2 separate regions of the Oncorhynchus kisutch genome follow, and region 1 is linked to region 2. The links are chromatin contacts, called in public Hi-C maps. All regions are on one chromosome and are shown on one strand. The core of a region is the stretch at or near the end of the contact, and the rest is flanking DNA. Distances in the headings are between cores, read along the strand shown.

The links. Hi-C and Micro-C count contacts between places; a contact is called where the count stands out from the background.
Region 1: a contact with region 2 is called in a Hi-C map of muscle, with 10 times the contacts expected there. The contact joins the promoter of LOC109889647 here to the promoter of LOC109889645 in region 2. A contact is called at or near these places in 2 of 2 Hi-C or Micro-C datasets (liver and muscle).

Annotation. Positions count from the first base shown.
Region 1 is chrLG4:50,739,742-50,742,441 of Okis_V2, reverse strand. LOC109889647 (periphilin-1) reads left to right here and starts at 1,361. Exons shown (of 10, transcript XM_020481231.2): 1 at 1,361-1,543; 2 at 2,046-2,094. The coding sequence starts at 2,094.
Region 2 is chrLG4:50,540,990-50,543,689 of Okis_V2, reverse strand. It overlaps LOC109889645 (cytochrome c oxidase subunit 8B, mitochondrial-like), which reads left to right and starts at 1,325. Exons shown (of 2, transcript XM_020481226.2): 1 at 1,325-1,772; 2 at 2,478-2,700. The coding sequence starts at 1,662. The coding sequence ends at 2,573.

The sequences.
Region 1 (2,700 bases), core at 112-2,611, 200 kb before region 2:
ACAGTGGGAGCAAATAAAGCATACTGGGCAGAACAAGCAAGGAGGTGGGTAAAGCCAAGCACAAGCTAGCGAGGTCCTTTTTGGGCTTTTTAGCATGTATTTGCATATTTCCGTTAGGGAACGCCACCTCTGTGAAGTATCTGTGTGGACAAACTCAATTCGACCTTCTAGTCTTTCTAAACAACGCAATTTTATAAAACGGTGTAGAATGCCTCTCCCATTGGACTTCCTCTCACTACCACATAGTCCCTGTGATGTATCTGGGTTAAAGCCCTTCTGTCTGTTAACCTGCTTTTGACCGCACACGCCTGGCTGAGGCTCTCTGACTCTATCCAATCACCACACTCAATGCTGTTGACCAATGACTAAATGGGGTTTCGGCTAACTCGTTTCGGGGGAAAAGACGAATTCTGGAACGAATGGCGGTTTGAGTTTTGAAGTTGAGTCTTTGCCCGGCAAAGGATATATAAGTTATCATGTACGAGCTTTTGTGCCGAATACATTGCAGTTGTCAAGCTTATGGGCATGTGGCAGCAGTGTGTAGGAGGCAATCTGCTAGGTGTGAGAAGTGTGCAGAAGATATTGATATGCCATGCATGAGACAAAGGAATGTGTAGCGGTATGTGTTAATTGTAGGGGTGCCCATGGGGCTGGGGATCACAAATGTTCAGTGCGAGAGGCAGGTTCAGGTTTCCAGGGTTAGAGTAGTGCAGAAGTTGTCAAATGCTGAGGCAATGAAGAATGTAGAGGGAGATGGGAGGGATCCTGCAAAGATTTCTACCAGTACAGAAGGATAAACCAACAAGTGATTAAAAAAAAAAACTTTATTTAACTAGTCAGTTAAGAACAAATTATTATGTACAATGACAGCCTACCAGGGAACAGTGGGTTAACGGCCTTGTTCATGGGCAGAACGACAGATTTTTACCTTGTCAGCTCAGGGATTCGATCCAGCAACTTTTCAGTTACTGGCCCAAGGCTCTACCTGCCACCCCAATATATGTTTCAGTCAGATTGGATTTTTAGCTTTAATAGCAATGGTTAGAGTCTCTGAAAATTGAGGTTGTGGTGGCAGCTGCAGAGGTATTTGGTTGTGCGAGACGAAGAGTGTGTTAAGTGGTGGTATCCCATCCTTTAAGGCTGTTGGCCCGAAGTAGGCAAAAAATATTTTGAAATTGTGGAGTATGATGTTTATTTATTTATTATTAAAAATAAAATAAAAATGTGAGTATAGTGTTAGATGGTAGGTTATTTTATTATTATATATATTTTTATTCAAGCTAAGTATAAGAGTGTTAAACTTTGGACACCAACCGCCGCCGAAGACAAAAAGGTCGAAGAAGAAGATAGGCGGCGGTAAACTCCGCGTAACATACTGCACTCCGCCAATCAAACACCGACGAGGAAGAGGTTGAATTTTACTCGTGGTGTTTGTTGTCAAATGTTGCACATGCAGAAAGGGTTGGAACTGTATAAAAAAAATCAACCACTTTATCGCAAAAAGTGCAAAACTACCTTTTAATACACAGAGCACGTTCAGCTGGTAAGTTCGTTTTTCCTAGCAACAACAGCTTCAGTGTACGCTAGCTAGCATTGGCCAGCATCTCTTTGCAAGCTAGCTAGGCTAACTTCAGTATCTATCCAATTGTTTGTACATTACTAGCTAGAGACACTATCATTGCAATTGACTTGGGATGTTCATATAGAAACATTATTAATCGTCAGGGTCGTATTCATTACACAGACTCTGTTGCGAAACGTTTCTTAAACGGAATCAAACGTAATTAAACGGAGGGCCCTAGCTGCCTGAATTCTGTCGTTAGAAATTGTGGTCCGTAATTATTAACGTTACACCCCATCGGTAATTCAGGTAGGTCCTTCTGTTTAAGAGACGTCGGTAATGAATATGCCCCAGTTGATTTTGTTTTACATGTGCAATTTTTCGTTCTGTGTCTTGTATCCTAGTTTTTGAATATCAACCACATTTGTGTCAATACACTCTATAGACAACTCAATAATTCCTAAATATTCATCAATATTTGCAGGTTTTACATTCTCCAAGTCCCACATCGAGGAGCCCTTCAGCAACTTGGAGTAAGTTAGCTACAGCTCTTCCACACTCCACTACAGTAACTGAAAAATCTGTGTGCACAATATGAAGGGACAGTCATACTGTAACCCTGATGCCTAGCTCAGATACTTTCATAGTTTGTCAGAGTATAAACGTTACTTAAGTCTCCCTAGTGCACACACTACACTGCCTGTACACACTGCACAAAGTTACTATCTAATGAGGCATTCATGTGCTTGTGGGAAACTGGGTATTCCGACATGATTGTGTTTAGTTGCTTTTGAAGTCGGACCAATTCTTCAACCAATAGGATTTTAGCTAGCTTGATCTCAGTGCAAACTCGGTCTCCAATTTAACAGTTCACAGGTGAAACGTCAAGGATTTAGTTGCCGACCTTAGGATTACAGCTTCTTGTCACACAAGTAGGGCTGTCGTGGTGACCGTATTACCGTATTCATGATCAAACATTGAATAAGTGAATCTTTTAAAGTTTTTTTTTTAATGAGAGATACAAATCTAACGAGAAATTTGAACAAACCTTACAGTTGAGCAAAGTATTTAAACAAATGATGCATGCATTCAAGTATGGGAAAAAAATCCCTCCTTGCCATTACGACCCAAACGACTAA
Region 2 (2,700 bases), core at 76-2,575:
AATGACAAACATTTTAATGTACAAATGAATGTTTGTATACAGGCAGTCCGTTCAGCACTCCTCAAGGTCCCGTTCTATTGTGTTTTATCAACACACAGCCCAGTGATACGTGGCCACTACCAGATATTATCACGTTTAGAAACGATGAAGAGTAACAAGCCATTTTCAAGATAAGGTGATGGTGATTTCTTTTTTTGTTTTGTTGTGGAGCTGAAAAAGTTTAATGTGACAACAAGCACCACAGCATCATCTGCTGGATATAATGGTAACCTGAAGGACAGCAGAAAATACAGTGTATGGTTCACAGTGGCCACAATCACCTGACTTTAAAGGAGAAGTTTGCTTTTTTTTACAACCAAATCAACAACAAAGAATCAGTAAGTGGCATGTTATAGAAGGGTTCACACAAGTTTTTATTTGCGATTTCACTTGTTTTTGAGAAACGTATTCCAATCAGCGATTCATTTTCTCATCCTTGTTGTGCAGTACCGGGCTCTGACAAAAAATTAACAAATGCTCCAAAAAAAAACACCCCGAATACGTCCTTTTAGAAACGGAAACGCTTTCTCGGTATAGTGATGCAGGTTTTTAGATGTTGTACACCTGAAATTGTGTCATTCCGAACATGATCCACAACATTATATTCAATTTTGTGCGACTCAAGCTGTTTCCCCTATTCAGCTGTTCAATTCTCTGTCCAGCCTGCTGCTATAATGGATGGAGAGGTATCGCTCGAGTCGCAACAAACTGGAATATAATATCATGTCATGACACAAATTCATGTGTACAACGTCTAAAGACCTGCATCACTATACTGAGAGCTTTTCCGTTTCTAAAAGGACGTATTTAGGTGTTTTTTGGAGGCTTTGTTCGTGGTATTTTTTAGATCCCCGTACTGCACATCGAGGATGAGGAAATTAATCGCTGGTTGGGATAAATTGATCAAAAACAAGTCCCTTCTATAACATTGAAAAAAATAGAGATAAAAATCTCATCGCAGTCCTGTGCTGTGTAGAATAACTATGTGGCCCTACGTGATCCGTTATAATTACGGCTAATATAGCTGCAGTTTCATGCACCAGACTTCTGTGTGCAATGGTCTGGGGACAAGTTCAGTAGGCTACAGCATGACAGCCCTATAAAATGCCTCAATAACATTACACTATACAGCAGGGTCAGTCATACACATGACACACACACACAAGTTTTTATTTGTTTCATTGCAACAATAATAGCAATAGTTCCACATACTTTACCCGAAGTTCCGAACATACCCTGTTTGAAGATTACGCATATAAACCAGTTTAATTCTGTGAGGGGGGACACAGTTGTTTTTGCGTTCATTTGCCTCGCATTGCAGTAGAAGTTCCGGCAGGGGTAACATGAGTACAGCCTATCAACTGGTCCCAGCCAGCCTGTCTGTGGAGCCGAGCCTTAAACGCAGTTGATCTGACCAATTAAATACCCGGAGGCTGTTTCAGCAGGAGGGGTCTTCAAATACGTCGACTCTTTTTTTTGTTATGACCTTATGTTACACTTGGCAGGTGGACAACACAAATCAACGGCTACTTCTGGGACATTGAATACATTTTCCTGGGCACAAGACAGAAAGAGTCACCACGACTATTGGTTTGGAAAACAAAATACACGAAAGAGGAATCATGTCGGGGATCAGAGGTTCTGTCAATTTGCTAAGGGTCGCAGTGAGGTCGCAGATCGTCTCCAAAGCCACCCTGTCGCACAAGCCTGCGAAGCACCACTTATCCGTGGGGGTAAGTCGGCTACATGCGGAAGGTTGCTGCGCACTTTCCCTTTCATGAGTTCGCCCTTTCGTTACGAATCCGTGTTATTTATTTCGATTTCAGACTTTGGTTTGCCTTGTGAGGCTATATCAACGTCAGCTGGCTTAATGGGGCAAGTGCGCAAAACGACATTATCACTGTAAATCCATTCACGTAGGCTAGTAGCCTGTTGCACGCGTGACTATTTCAAGTTCTTAATTTTATAGATGTGTTTGGCATCGATAACTATACTGCTCACCCCCCCCCCCCTTCCGCGCCTTGTGGTCTAGCTCATGTGCATGGAGCCCACTTGAGATTGTGCCAATAGTGTGACCTTGTAAAACTTTACCAGATCGTGCCCAGTTCGATTTAAAACTAGCTCAGCAAGGACTTTGTGAAGGAAACTGAAACAGAAATGGCTCACCACTGTCACTGGACTGTATCCTGTATTTTGCTAGAATAATGCAATTCTAATTTAAATGAATCCGCCAATTGCTTTAATATGCCAATAGTTTTTTGTTGTTGTATAAGAGTGCAAAGGCGTGCATGTGCAATGAAACCAATGCCTTTCTTAGCCTGACAGCTGTTATTAATGTCTCTTGAGACTGAATGGCCAGGGAACACAATATGTGGTTATGTTTTCCAAGATGAAATTGTTACAGGTCTTAACATGTGTCATGTGTTGTTTTCATCCAGGAGCAAGCCATTGCTATGACGGCCTTTTTCATCACCATCCTGGGGCCCTCTGGTTATGTCCTGGCTCACCTGGAGGACTACAAGCACCACTCCTAAGTGGACCTGTCCTGGCTGGCCCCCAGGCAACCTCACCTGTGGATTACTCCCGATGACATCTCCTGAAGTCTCCTAAAACCCCTTTTTATGAATGACGATTCTATTAATGAATGTACCAATAAATGAA